Linked DNA regions of Mus musculus: all the other regions are linked to region 1. Evidence: chromatin contacts called from public Hi-C data. All regions are on one chromosome and are shown on one strand. Each heading gives the region's core, a stretch centred on a gene start, on an enhancer-like site or on the middle of the called end of the contact. The rest is flanking DNA. Distances are from core to core; before and after follow the strand shown.

What was found. Hi-C and Micro-C count contacts between places; a contact is called where the count stands out from the background.
Region 2: a contact with region 1 is called in a Hi-C map of bone marrow-derived macrophages, with 12 read pairs. The contact joins two enhancer-like sites. A contact is called at or near these places in 6 of 484 Hi-C or Micro-C datasets (the HL-1 cell line, bone marrow-derived macrophages, cerebral cortex and 2 more) and 1 of 9 other capture datasets (embryonic stem cells).
Region 3: a contact with region 1 is called in a Hi-C map of bone marrow-derived macrophages, with 15 read pairs. The contact joins two enhancer-like sites. A contact is called at or near these places in 1 of 484 Hi-C or Micro-C datasets (bone marrow-derived macrophages), 1 of 115 datasets of contacts at active chromatin or transcription factors (acute myeloid leukemia) and 1 of 9 other capture datasets (embryonic stem cells).
Region 4: a contact with region 1 is called in a Hi-C map of bone marrow-derived macrophages, with 15 read pairs. The contact joins two enhancer-like sites. A contact is called at or near these places in 2 of 484 Hi-C or Micro-C datasets (bone marrow-derived macrophages and macrophages), 3 of 115 datasets of contacts at active chromatin or transcription factors (a beta-TC-6 cell line, bone marrow-derived dendritic cells and cardiomyocytes) and 1 of 9 other capture datasets (embryonic stem cells).
Region 5: a contact with region 1 is called in a Hi-C map of bone marrow-derived macrophages, with 14 read pairs. The contact joins two enhancer-like sites. A contact is called at or near these places in 1 of 484 Hi-C or Micro-C datasets (bone marrow-derived macrophages) and 1 of 9 other capture datasets (embryonic stem cells).

Annotation. Positions count from the first base shown.
Region 1 is chr8:128,504,675-128,507,506 of GRCm38.p6, forward strand. It overlaps Nrp1 (neuropilin 1), which reads left to right. Exons shown (of 17, transcript NM_008737.2): 17 at 1-802. Among named protein-coding and RNA genes, the nearest start is that of Gm32643, 13 kb to the left of the region's middle. Within about 2 kb of position 1,452, at least 53 of the 459 cell types and tissues checked have an H3K27ac peak or open chromatin away from gene starts, as enhancers often do. A contact at or near this core is called in bone marrow-derived macrophages, where this site is marked.
Region 2 is chr8:127,708,150-127,710,981 of GRCm38.p6, forward strand. No RefSeq gene overlaps it. Among named protein-coding and RNA genes, the nearest start is that of Gm32532, 19 kb to the left of the region's middle. Within about 2 kb of position 1,467, at least 10 of the 459 cell types and tissues checked have an H3K27ac peak or open chromatin away from gene starts, as enhancers often do. A contact at or near this core is called in bone marrow-derived macrophages, where this site is marked.
Region 3 is chr8:127,778,935-127,781,766 of GRCm38.p6, forward strand. No RefSeq gene overlaps it. Among named protein-coding and RNA genes, the nearest start is that of Gm32590, 25 kb to the right of the region's middle. Within about 2 kb of position 1,382, at least 9 of the 459 cell types and tissues checked have an H3K27ac peak or open chromatin away from gene starts, as enhancers often do. A contact at or near this core is called in bone marrow-derived macrophages, where this site is marked.
Region 4 is chr8:127,850,911-127,853,742 of GRCm38.p6, forward strand. No RefSeq gene overlaps it. Among named protein-coding and RNA genes, the nearest start is that of Gm32590, 47 kb to the left of the region's middle. Within about 2 kb of position 1,466, at least 3 of the 459 cell types and tissues checked have an H3K27ac peak or open chromatin away from gene starts, as enhancers often do. A contact at or near this core is called in bone marrow-derived macrophages, where this site is marked.
Region 5 is chr8:127,938,097-127,940,928 of GRCm38.p6, forward strand. No RefSeq gene overlaps it. Among named protein-coding and RNA genes, the nearest start is that of Gm32590, 130 kb to the left of the region's middle. Within about 2 kb of position 1,360, at least 28 of the 459 cell types and tissues checked have an H3K27ac peak or open chromatin away from gene starts, as enhancers often do. A contact at or near this core is called in bone marrow-derived macrophages, where this site is marked.

The sequences.
Region 1 (2,832 bases), core at 202-2,701:
TAACCCAAAGCAGCTTCCGGCTGGTAGATTTTTGTCTTGATGGGCTGTCCATAAGAACTCCCAGTTCTTTCCCTTCCTTGTGTGGCTGTAGGTCTCTCTCAGTTATGTTTCTTAGAGATCACATCTGCTTCCTGGACAAATGTTTTTTGTTCACCCTGGTTTAATGGGATTGAGAATGTCTTTTTTCCAGGAAAGTATTGATCACTAAAATAAAGAATATGTTTTTATTCCCAGAGGCATCAATTCACTTGTTATAATCATACTGGGGGGAAAGCATTAAGTAAGACTTTGTTTGTAAGACAACAAACTTGACCAGTGTCCTCAGCCAAGGAAAAATGATACTGCAACTTTAAATTTTAAAGTACCTTGCACTGATAAATATATTTAAAAGTTATATGTTTATAAAGTTATTAATTTGTAAAGGCAGTGTTACAAAATGTTCAGTTTATATTGTTTTAGATTGTTTCGTAATTTTTAAAGGTGTAAAATAACATATTTTTTCTTTATTGAAATCTATAAGACTTTCCGTAGTAAGATGTCTCATTTTCTGGTATATTATTGCTTCATGTTTTGTACCCTCATAAAATTTTGTGCAAATTTTTTTTACAGAAATTTTTATTTTCTATGATGATATGTATGACACTTGTAAATTGTTTCAAAATGAACAGCGAAGCCTTAACTTGAAATGACATTTGTATTCTCTGAGTAGCATAAAAACCACCTAGAATGAACTGTAACTTAATCTCGAAACTACACATTCCAAAGAAGCAGTTGAATTAAACGTTTTCATAAAAATCCCAAACCTGATGGCTATTATTCCATTAGCTCTGTTCTTATTAAAGATGTTGGGGTTTAGCCCACTTTCTAGTACCTTCTAATATTTAAATTATCTTTTCAAAAATAACCTTACACTAGGCAGAGAACAAGGAGACCCTTTCCAACAGTAGGAATCTGAAAGCAGGGCTTCAGAGCTGAAAGAGGCAGAATTGGCCTCCAAGTGAACATTTTTTCCACCCAAATTATATCAGTTTTTATATCTGTGTGGTGAAGTTGATTTGTGATATTACCGGTTACTACTGGTGAGCTTTGCTTCTGTAAGAAGCAGGTAGGGAATGTATACGTTTACATACTAATTATATATTAAATATAGGGGAAAGGGGAAACAGCATCGTGTTACAGCTGTCTATTTGGTAAACCTTGGGGAAATGAAATGCCTATTCCTTTGGGGAGCAAAACAATAGAAAAAATTATGACATGACACCCCTCCCCTCAAAAAGGACAAAAAGTGTGGGGCCAGAACATGTTAAATGGTTCCTTTAGAAAGCTTGTCACAACAAACTTACCCCTCCCCCACCAACTCCAATGGCAGAAAACCCCAGGCCTAAGAGCTCTGGAACATGGGGCAGTACCATACTGCTTGGGGCAGTGAGTCATGTTTTCTCTACTTCCTCCTTTCTTGGCTACTGAAACCACATCCCAGGACTTAATCAAGGGTACAGAAAACTCCCTACTCTCTGTGTGTGTTTTTAGATCTTTACCTAGAAAGGAGACAAAACCAGGTACTCACTTTACTGAAATTAAATTCTACTGACATTCAAGGACATTTCCAGAAAACATGATGCATCCAACCAAGCTGTCTATCAGAATTAATCTAGATATATTTTCTTTATTTTACTTTCTTGTTGTTTGGTTTTTTTGTTTTTTTGTTTTTTGAGGCAGCTGGCTCATGTAGCCCAGGCTAGCCTCATACTCACTCTGCAACCTTGAATTTCTGATCCTCCTGCTTCCACCTCAGAGGTGATAACACTTGTATGCCAAGTTTAGAGTGTTAAAAATAGGACTTCATGCATTTTAGGTAAGCATTTTGCCAACCTAGTAGCAGCCCCAGCCCCAGCCCCAGCCCCAGCCCCAGCCCCAGCCCCAGCCCCAGCCCCAGCCCCAGCCCCAGCCCCAGCCCCAGCCCCAGCCCCCTAGACATAGTTCTAGGGCAATGCAGGGACTACTTGAGGCTTCAAACATGGAAGCTTACACTCTTTTCTTCTCCCCAGTTGGTAGTTTGATTAAACATTTCTTTTTGTTCAATAAATCATTGTATAATACTCTCCAAATTTGTGAGTTAAAACATCATAAAGATGGAAACATTTAATTTAAACATGAAAATTATTTACCGTCCTCTTTCCCATGTGTCTTGGTAACTTATTGCCACACTGAGGCTGAACAAACTATCTGTGCAAATCAAAGACATTGCCTAGTGTTTCCAGTTTGTATTTCTGCTTCCCAGTCCAAATTATAAGGCTCTGTACTTCATTAAAGAGCAGTTCTGGCAAAAATGAGATTTTTTTTCCCTCCTAAAGTTTATGTACTTAGGAATCTTAAGCAACTCAGCAACTGAGAAACCTGAATGAAAGAGCCCTCAACAGAAGTCAAACTTGGCATCGAGGCCTGTGAGCCAGGAGGCTTCTTACCACCCAGTGACACATGAAAACATCAAACCAACAGCCCCCATGGAGGAGGGGTTCAGAGGAGGAAGGGAAAGAGTAGAGGGACTCCCATGATGTTATAGGTTTCTTTTTAATTGAGAACGCTAGGCTTTTTTTTTTCTTTTCTTTCCTTTTCTTTTCTTTTCTTTTCTTTTCTTTCCTTTCCTTTCCCTTTCCCTCTTTCTTTCTTTCTTTCTTTCTTTCTTTCTTTCTTTCTTTCTTTCTTCCTTTTTTTTTTGAGGCAAGGTCTCATGTATCCCTGACTGGCTTTGAATTAGCTATGTAAACAAGAATGACAGTGAACATCTAATCTTTTCACCTTCCCAGTGCTCCAAGCCCCAGCCTCAGCAGT
Region 2 (2,832 bases), core at 217-2,716, 800 kb before region 1:
GGAGATGATTTTGTGGCTGCGCAGCCCCTGGCGTTTATGTAGAAACGGCCCCGCCTTTCCTGATGCATCTACCTATTTATTTTGTCAGTTTGCTTTTGTAGCTCCAGCTGGGCTTCAACTTACTGTGAATTCAAGGGTAATCTTGAACTGACTCTTCTGCCTGTACCTCCTGAGTGCAGATACTACAGGCATGCTCCATTATGTTCAGCTTCACAAAGTGCTGGGGATGGAACCCAGAGCTTTGTGAATGGAACCCAGAGCTTTGTGAATGGCAGATCCGTGCTTTACACACTTAGCTACAATTCCTAGCCCTAAACAACAATTTCTAAAGCCAAACATTCTAATTAATATCAACCAAAGTTGCTCTAATTTTGTATCTAATTGCTGAGGAATTATAGGAAAATATTAAAAGCTTTTGGTTTTATAATTATACAATTATATTTCTCTAAGAGGTGAAAACTGTATTTATACATTGAAAATGCTGCAATCTATAACCCATAATAGTCTGAAAATCTGATCGGACTCATTTTGGGGCATTTGCTGCTGTTTCAAGGTAGCATGACAAATATGATGTAGGTTGTGTGTTCTGCAAACAAAACTGCACGGTACTGACGTGGCTTAGGGAAATGCTGGCAGCAACACCTCCGATTAGAGTTTGGATTAATTTTAGTTGTTGTATATTAGGAAATATTTTACTGTGACCACCATGTTCAGGCCTACAGACAAAGAGGCAAAGAAAGAGACACCTAAATGGTAGATGGGTAATAGGTGGGTGACTGAATAAATGCTAAGTGGATGAATACACAGGTAAGTGAAACAACACATGTATGTTTACATGTACAGATGGGTAGACTGGTGGATGGTGGACAGGTAATGAATGGGTAGATAAGATAGACAATAAAGATTACATGGGTCACAATGAAGTGACTCACGCACCATGGACATTAAGAAGTCCCATAGTGTTAGACTTAAGATGCAGTCAATCAAGGGCTCCAAATTCAAGGCTCAAGTATGAGTCTGAAGAATAAAGGCCCAAAATTCCAGCTTAAAGGCCATCAGGTAGAAAAAAGCAATTCCTCCATGGTCAGGTTTTTGTTCTTCTTTCTAGTTAGACCTTCAGTGGATTAGTCAAGGCCCCTCACATTCAGAGGGGCAACCTGTTTTCCATCATTCTGCTGATTCAAATGCTAATCTCATAGAGAAATCTCTGACAGACATACCCAGAATAGCATTGACCAAATGTCTGAGTACCCTACGGCCAAGTCATGTGGACATACGGACTCTCCATCCATCACAGAGATTAGATACCTGTCAAGGGAGGCTTGAATTTGCCGATCGATAGCAAGATGATGGCTGATGTTATCCAAATCCATGATTTTTTATTGTAGCTGTTACTGTTCAGCAAATACCATGCTTTCTTCAACGTCCCATGTAAGGGTTTGTTCCTCTTCTTGTGGAGCCCAGCTTGAGGTTATGACTCAGGATCCTGAAACCAAGAACATGACCATTGGGTGGGGATACTGTCCACCATCAGTCCCGTCACGGATGCCACAGAAGCCACAGATTGGAGAGGTGAGGAGCAGATTTCACATTTTCTTTTTAATCCTTCCTTTAAAATTGTACCTTATTTTATGTAGCAGTCTTTGGGCTGTTAAGTGGGCCAATTAATCTCATTTGAACATTTTATTCAATACAATTACTTAGCAATTGAATTGTGGTCTACCAAAATCCCCATTACTTTAAAAGGCACTTAGAATGAGAATCAAGACTCCCTGGCTTTCATGACTTCCGTGCCCTTCCGTGTCCTAACAGTCCATCTAAGTATTGCCAGCTTCCTTGGAACTTCAGGACCTGAAGTCTCAGCAAGCTTAACTAGCCCAGTTTATTAAGATAGGCTTTCCATACTTTTCATGGACAGGGTGTGGTCCCTCTCTTTCTTTCTGGCTCTGAGACCTTAGCAACAAGGCTCAGATTGCATCTTACAGCTGATTGCAGATTCTCCAAGTCAGTCAAGCACTTAGTATTGAGTTATCACCCAAGCCTGACTCCTGGAAATAGGCATTGATCCTGTCCTTAAATGTGGCACTTTCTGTTCACCCTGTTTTCCAGGGTGCTGGGCTTCAATAACATAGAGGTGTCCTCCTTACTCAGCTCTGGGCTATGACCTGTGAAGCTTACTACACAGTCCTAAGAAACCACAGCTAATATCTGCAAGCCCAGTTCTGGTGATGATCTCTTTCAGAATCAACGCTGGTGAAGGTCTCCGAAAGCTATCAATGCAACTTTATGAAAGGATGAATGTAAACAATAATCACTATTTAAAAATATTTTACAAGCATGTTTTCTTTGGACAAAATTGTTTGGTTAATTATTGAAGTGAAAGTAGAAAGTAGAGGATTTAACCTCTTGTTCTCATAGTGTCAACTTCCATTTCAGACAGACAGATAAACTTGTGCTTTAGCCTCCATGGGGTGCCTTCTGCTGTCATAGCAGGATTATGCAAAAACATCTAACATCAAGCCCCCTCTGCCCACCCTACCCCCCATGCACACAGTACTTTCTACAGCATGGCCACACAGCAGTATTTGTCCTCTGGAAATGTAGCATTATTTTACCACTTTTGAAATGCTGGCTGGAGATAGGATGCACTCCCTCAGAATAGTAATGTTAATAGTCAGTAATATATAGAGTATGTATATATATATATATATATATATATATATATATATATATATATGTAATAGTGATATTCAGATAGTAATGGGCAATAATGCTCTGTTCTAATCTCCCACCTTCACCTTGGTGCACCTGTCAAAATATACAAGTACTTGA
Region 3 (2,832 bases), core at 132-2,631, 730 kb before region 1:
TGGCCCTAATGGATACACTGAATGGAGTTAGCCATTAAGCACGGAGCTAAATAGTTCATTTTCTTCCACGAGACAGAATAAGATCACTTGGAGGAACATTTGGTATTGAAATCACAATAGCTAAAATGCCACGGAGCTTTAAAAAAAATTAAGTTTTCAGAATTGATTATAATATTTCTAAAGAGATTCTTTACCTTCTCACAAAATCAAACTTTGCACTTGGACTTGTCAGGCATCGGCTTTTAGAGAAACCTGTTTTTATGGCTCTGTCTGATTAATGGAAGGAGTCCCTTTCTTCACTGTAATAAAAACCAGGCTGTCTTACAGTGAGTGCCCTTCGAAACAGAAATCAAGAGATGATTTGAGCAGAATATTAACGCTGCTCTTTTAGACTTCTGGGTTTTATCCTATTTTAATAAACTAATTTAAAGCTGATCTCTCTAAAACACAATCTACATTTGTGGAAATGTGAGTGTTTATCACAGGGTTTGATGGTGATCTCCTGACACTCTATTCAGGGAAAGCAGAGGGAAGGCAGGCAGCAACCATAGTCTTTTGTGCACTGTGTGTGCTTGAATGAGCCAGATGGATGCGTGATTAGATGAATTTGGGTTTCTCAGTCATTTTATTGCAGCTATTGTTATACTTTACAATTCATGGGCCATAATTTTTAATTCAAGAACAGAGCGGATCTCATCTTTGGGATAGCTTCTCGGTATCCACTGATGAGGTCTTTTAGAATAAGGCCATGATCCCAGAAAACAAGGGTTTCTTTTATTATGCATTGGTTTGATTTAACCACACCCAACAGGAAATCTTAACACTTCTGTTAATTAGGGTGTTTCCTGGGCAGCTCTGAGGCCCCAAAGCTCAGCAGGCATCAGAATTACTTTAATACCTTCCCCCTTTAAAATCCCCTTGTGAGCCAGGAGCCTGAGCTGCACTGTGGAAGTTCATCAGCTTACTCTGATAGAACTGTTCCTCTCCATTATTCCTCAACCTTTTGTGCAAGAACCATTCCCCTTCATCACTCCCCTTTCTCACAACATTTTGATTTCTCTCACACACTACAAAAATCCCCACCACACTTTGTTGTGTGAGCTTTGCCCCATGACTTCCATGTAGCACACCTTCAACCTCATTTCTATGTAGTTGAGCTTGGCTATAAGACAGGGTGCATGCAAATGAAAAGGAGAGAAAGGACCAGAGAATTGGAGGTGTGGTGAGGTCTGATAAGAACCCATGAGTCAGTTTCTTCAATGATGCAGCCATCATATGTTGCCTATGCGCTTATAAGTAAACCTTGACACACACTACAAAGCAACCCCAATTAAACTTATTGAATCATGCACACACAAAGGCATGGAAGCTGAAGTTGAAAGTTGGGAAGAGGAAGAGGGTCATTGAGAACAGAAGAATGATGTCATAATGAAACTCAAGAGCCAAGACAGTTAGGCGGGTGTCTTAGGGTTTTACTGCTGTGAATAGACACCATGACCAAGGCAAGTCTTATAAAAAACAGCATTTAATTGGGGCTGGCTTACAGGTTCAGAGGTTCAGTCCATTATCATCAAGGCAGGAGCATGGCAATATCCAGGCAGGCATGGCACAGGCAGAGCTGAGAGTTTTACATCTTCATCCAAAGGCTGCTAGTGGAAGACTGACTTCCAGGCAGCTAGGATGAGGGTCTTAAAGCCCACGCTCACAGAGACAGACGTACTCCAACAATGTCACACCTCCAAATAGTGCTACTCCCTGAGGCAAGCATATTGAAGCCATGAGCGTGGGTAAACCTACCAAGCTGACAAACATGATCTGAATTGAGTCACTGAGACTTACATGGAGGAAGCAGAGAAGTGACTTCCACAAATTGACTTCCTGACCTCCATACTCATGGTACTTCACATGTGCATACCCCTCCACACACACACACACAAGTAAAAGAAGAGGAAGAGAAAGAAGAAGGGTGAGGAGAAGGGAAAGGAGGAGGAGGAGGAGGAGGAGGAGGAGGAGGAGGAGGAGGAAAAAAAGGAGAAAAAGGAGGAGCAGTTGTGCTTTAGCTAAGGGGAAAACTAAGTTTCTGAGGTTAAAGATCTTCTATGACTCACAGAATAATCCCAATAAACTTCAGCTGACTGATACCCTCACCTTACAATGTAGTGATTATGAAGAATCCATCTCCAGGAAGTTGAATTTGACTGGCCCAAGGCCAGACAGCCAGTAAGGAAGGGATCCAGGAACTGAACAGAAGGAAGTTGGCCCTGGCAGCTGTGGTCACCATCATCTGTGCTCTACATTTACACCCAAACCATTCATTTTTGCCTGACAGCTCTCTTCCCCTGGGCCAATCTGCTGGAAATTCCCAGTGCTAACCACGTGCATGAGTGTTTTTTAAGTCATCCTTCTTGTGGGTCCTTGGGTGATATCACTTAATTTTTGATATTTTAAGAACTCTTTAGAAATCACATCTAAAATGCAGATTTGAGCTGGAGATGTAGCTTAGAATGTTTGATCAGCATGTGGAGTAGACCTAAATTTCATCCTCAGAACCATAGAAACTGAGTGCGGTACCCTTATAATCCCTACAGTCTGGAGGTAGAGGCAGGAAGGCCAGAAGTTCACCTCATCTTTGGCTACATCAATAGTTCCAGGCCAGCATAGCATATATGAGATGCTCTCTCAAAAGTGAAGAGAAATACAGATTTCCATTCTCAATACCTGAGAGAAGAGGATTTAAATGTTCTAAGAGGGGTCCCGAGATCTAGTGACTCTTGGTCACTGTGCTTTTGATGTCTCTGATCCTCTTGCCCTTGGTGGCCCCACTTCTATTGC
Region 4 (2,832 bases), core at 216-2,715, 650 kb before region 1:
ATGAATACACTCTTGTACTAACTCAATCTCATTTCATGGTCTAATTGCATGTGGACCTGGCTGTCCAATACATGGCCTTTGGGGACACATTCCACCCATAGTGGCCCACCATATGGCTTGTCTTGAAGAGTACTCCATGTGTACTTAGGAAGTATTTGTGATCTGTAGTTATTAGGTAAGCAAATAGATTAGCAGAATTTGGCGATAGGGGTCTCGAGAGTGAAGGAAAAAGCGAGGCCCAGTGTAATTTAGCTGAAGAAATCCTAGCCTCATTCTCTGGGGCTCCAAGCAGTTGGGTGTATCTAGTACTTTCAACTGGCTTGGATTTAGAGGGTATTATTTTTGGGAAAGGGAAGCTCTGAGGAAAAAGGCTGAGTGGGTCAGCAGAGCTGGTCACCTAAATGGTGAAATATTGGATGCTGATCTCAAAGTCCCTGACATAAGGCAAGCAGGAAGTCACATGCTTTGATGTCTATTACTCACACTAATATTGTTTTTGAGATAAAATTACATCAGTTAGACCCAAAACAGAAGAACTCAAAAGAAATCCTCCTAAAGAGATGAATTAAACAATATTGAAGGCAACTCCAGGGAAGCCAGGCTAGCAAGGGTCTTAAAGGACTGACTCTTGTCTTGAGTGTCCAGGGTGGAAGGTTGTAATGCGACCCACACTCAGAGAGGCAAGAGACACTGCTTTGATAAAGCCTTAGAACAGTGGTTCTCAACCTGAGGGTCATGACACCTTTGGGGTTGCATATCAAATATTAACATTATGATTCATAACAGTAGCAAAATTATAGCTATAAAGTGGCAGTGAAATAATTTTATGAGCAGGGAACAGAACGAATTAAGCATTAAGAAGTTTGAGAACCATTGTCTTAGAAGAATGGGGAACCCCAAAAGGGACATAAGAAGAGAATATGTCTTGATAAATATTTTCAAGATCTTTACATTACTAAAGTATGAAGTGGCCTATCCCTGCCCATATCCCCCAACTTTTGGGGCTCTGGGTCAAGTGCTAAGGGTGAGGTGTCAGTGAAAATGGAGAAACAAAAGTGTCAAGAGATACCAGTTCATTTGGATTCATTCATAGCACACAGGACAGTGAGGTAGCAGGGATATGGCAGGGCTGATGGATGCAGGAGGGCACAGCGACTGATTTTCTCATTGGTCCCCTTCACTTCCCCAAGCTAATGTTTCCTTGAGACTGATGCTTTTCTTCTAGTTATCCTGCTGGTGTGATTCATAGGCAGTACCGTGCTCTCCCATCTCTACAAGCTCTTATCTTCTTCCCAAGCTGCTAGTACTGTAACGTTTTTGCTGGGAAATTGACTATTAATATGGAAGGATTTAGTAACAGCAAGAAGAGAAAGAGACAGTTGAACACTTACTTAGCCTCTGTGATCATTAAATTGGTTACAGTAGTACAGCAGAGGTTCAATACAGGAACCATGGGATGGCCCAGGCCTTTTGAGGAACTGAATAGGCTTGGCTTGGAGAAGTGGACAGAACATCTTGTGTGTGTTTATGTGGAGGCCAGAGGTCAAACTTAGGTATCATTCTTCAGGAGCTTGCTTCTTGAGACAGGAATGCTCTGACTCAGTTAGACTGACTAGCCTGAGAGTCCCAGTGACCTGGGACTGTCTCTACCTGCTCAGCAATTGAATTGTGTGTGTGCCACCAAAATGCAGCTTTTACACAGGAGTTTTTGGAATTGCATTTAGTCTTTGTGTTTGTTTGGCAAGTGGTTTTTCAACTGAGCATTTTTTTCAATTTTAATGTTTTATTTCTTACTGCTTTGTTGAACTTAGTTGGTCTATTTTTTTTCTATGGAACCTTCAGGAATTTCTGCATGTAAGATACATCATCTTTGATCATATTTTACTATTTGAATGCATCTTCTTTTCTTTTCTTTTCTTTTCTTTTCTTTTCTTTTCTTTTCTTTTCCTCTCTTTTCTTTCTTTTTTTTTATTGGTTATTTTATTTATTTACATTTCAAATGTTATCCCCTTTCCCTGTTTCTCCTTCACAAACCCCCAACCCATCCCTCCTCCCCCTGCTTCTATGAGGGTGCCCCCCCCACTCCCACCTCATTGCCCTAGCATTCCCTTACACTGGGGCATAAAGCCTTCACAGGACCAAGGGCCTCCCCTCCCATTCCCTGGGAGCTCTGGGAGCAGGGGTCTGGTTGGTTGATATTGTTGTTCTTCCTATGGGGTTACAAACTCCTTCAGCTCCTTCAGTCCTTCCCTAACTTCTCCACTAGAGTTCCCGTGCTCAGTCTGATGGTTGATTTTGTGCATCCCCATCTGTATTTTAACCCAGAATTGCTCCTGTCTAAAGGAAATGCAGGGAAAAAGAGTGGAACAGAGACTGAAGGTTACGGCAGAGCCATTCTGGAGACAGCTATATCAGGCTCTTCTTGGTATCAGCAACCACTTATTGATATCAGCAATTGTGCCTGGGTTTGGTGTCTGCATATGGGATGGATCCACAGGTGGGGCAGTCTCTAGATGGCCTTTCCTTCAGTCTCTGTTCCACTCTTTTTCCCTGCATTTCCTTTAGACAGGAGCAATTCTGGGTTAAAATTTTGGAGATGGGTGGGTGACCCCATCCCCTCAACCGGGGCCATGTCTAACCTCAGGATATGGTCCCTACAGGTTCTTTTTTTCCCCTTTGTTGGATATTTCAGCTAATCTCATCCCCATTGGATCCTGTGAGCCTCTTGCTTTCCTGGCATCTGAGACTTTCTAATGGCTACCCCCAGTTCCCCATCCCCCATTGCTACGTCTGTTCAATTTCCTGACCCTCTGTATGTTATCCCTGTCTCCT
Region 5 (2,832 bases), core at 110-2,609, 570 kb before region 1:
TCTTGTCTTAGGGTTTTACTGCTGTGAACAGACACTGTGACCAAGGCAACTCTTATAAAGGACAACATTAATTGGGGCTAGCTTACAGGTTCAGAGGTTCAGTCTAGTATCATCAAGGTAGGAACATGGCAGCATCCAAGCAGGCATGATGTAGGAGGAGCTGAGAGTTCTACATCTTCATCTGAAGGCTGCTAGCAGAATACTCAGTCCCAGGCAGCTAGGACAAGGTATTAAAGCCCACAAAATACCACTCTCTGGGCCAAGCATATACAAACCATCACACCTCCCCATGATGAGATTATAAGTGAAGCCGTCACTCCTGGATTTTGACATAGATTCTAGGTATTGAATTCAGGTTCTCCTGCTTGTAAGATAAACACTTTACCAACTGAGCGGTTGGTACTCCATTTTATATCCAAAATGTCTCCCTTAAATGAAGCAACATAGCTAACTTACATCCAAGCAAAACTCGGATCCAGAAACAGTTTAGCTGAATCCTACGCCAGATGCTGCCTCATATGCAAGAGAGCCTACAAAATTAGCCTGGGGACCCAGGATTAGGGACTGGGGATATGGATCTTGTAGATGGGATATGTACTTGAATGCAATTTGGTCTAAAAGCCCAACAGCTTTGGAGCCCATACTGTCAGATGGTCCAGAGGCACATTTTTAGTCTATTGACATCCCCCTGAGGGTGAAGAGATGGAACTCACAGCTTATAGTGCCCTACAAACAACTGGTATACTTGGCCAGAGAGGGGGCACTTAATCCTCTGTATGGTGCCAGGGGCTCCTGACCAAGTTGTAGCTAAAGCGGGACACAGCAGCACCAGGAAGCTCTCTTTCAGAAGCAGTCAGGTGGTCATGGAGACAAAGAGAATGCTTCAGACAGAAAAAAACTGACTTCAACGGATGTTGCAGGCTTATGGGAAAACCAAAAGAGTCAGTTTTCAAGACAGCTCCTCAAGTTCCTATGGAGAAACATCAGTATCTTTACTGCCTGTGGAATTGTGAAATAAATGTGCCTGGGAGTATGTGCACATACTGACATTCCTGGAGAGGAGGCGATGTTGACACCCATGGTTTCAGGAGAGGTTGGGGTTCCTATCCCTTTTTGACTCATCTGACATCAGTGAGCTGCAGATCCTTTAAAAAGTCACATTCCTTTTGAAAGAAAGCATTTCTTCCTTTCACCTTTCATAGGCAGCTCTCCTGGGGTTATCCCAGTGGGTATTTTAGTGTTGATAACACTGACAAGACAGGGAGGCCAGGAGACTCTTTACAGTCACACGCATGAGGAAACACTCAGTGCCTGGCACTTGGACCTTCCCCATTTTCTGACAATTACTAACCACACTGGTTACCCCGCACCTTCGGTTCCCATTGTTCTAAGTGACAGAAGCAAGCTGGCTGCCAGCATATCATCTGTGTCAATAACAGGCACAGAAACGCTACTTCTCTTTCTGCAGTGTGCTGTCTGCAAAACATAAAAGATAGTAGTGAGGTACCCAAGCAAATTGTCCTCCCAAACTCATTTAAATATGTTTCCCCTCATATATGCAAAACTCAGATGAATATTTACAACATCCAGGAATAGGTACCCTAGGAAAGGAAGAAAGGAACCACCCAAGCCAACCCTGCAAGCCTAATCATTCTTAAATTCTCCCCAAACAAATTGGTCTAGCTGCCGTTGCCCAGCAACGGTCCCACTGTAGGATTCTGTGCCTTGGTACATGGGAGGTGGAGCTGTCCTTTCTGCTCAGAATGTGAGCAATTGCAACAACAACAGAGATGGAAAGTTAAGACTCGGGAGGTTAAAAGTCAGGGTCAGAGGTTCAGGTTGCTCTGACCTTAAAATCAATTTCAAGCACTATTTATGGGATCTTTCTGTGTTCCACAGTTTGATGTGAGTCTTACAACAAACTGCCTAATCAGACCTCAGGGATGCTGGGAGTCTGGGGTTTCAGAGTGTCAGGTCAATTCTTCCCCGGTAGTGTACTATCACCTATGAATGAGGCAGCTCATTATGTAGGCTTTTGAGGCATCTGGGCTGCAACGTCGGAAGTCTGTAGTTGCTAGGGTTTCTATGCAATGGAGCAGCCCTCCACACAGCCGGCTCTGTGCCTTCAACTGCTCGCTCATGCAGTATAAGACCATTAGAGAAAGCCTACTTGTGCAACAGCATCTCTTCCAAGGTGTTCTTCACAAAAAATCCATCTTTTAACAGATATTATAGGAAGGCAACAGATAGATGATCTCAGAAAGCAGCACATATCCAAAGTCACTCATCCCCAGAGTCACGGAAGTAAAGAGGGGATGCTATTGAACATCCAGGCTAAAAGAAGACCCAAGTGTTTCCAAAACTCTTGAGACCTTTTGAATACTTCTAATTTTATCTGCTTTACTTTCTCTCTCTCTCTCTCTCTCTCTCTCTCTCTCTCTCTCTCTCTCTCTCTCTCTCTCTCTCTCTCTCTGTGTGTGTGTGTGTGTGTGTGTGTGTATAGGTAGGTATATCTGTGTGCATGCATGTGGAGGCCAGAGGTCAACATCATGTCTTTCTCAAACACTCATCTGCTTATTCTTTGAGACAGCTTCTCTCACTTAACCTGGGGATACTGATTCAGCTAGATTAGTTGGCTACTGAGCTCTAGGAATCTACCATCCCAACCTCCTCAGCACTGGGATTCCAGCACATTACCATGCCTGGCCTTTTCTTCTGGTTATGGTTGACAGGCAGCCTAGCCAGTATATCCTGCCAGGGGCATCTGTGTAAGGGAACAGATCACAGTATGGTGTACTTAGAAAGTCAAAATGATTCCACCTTCCTGTGTAC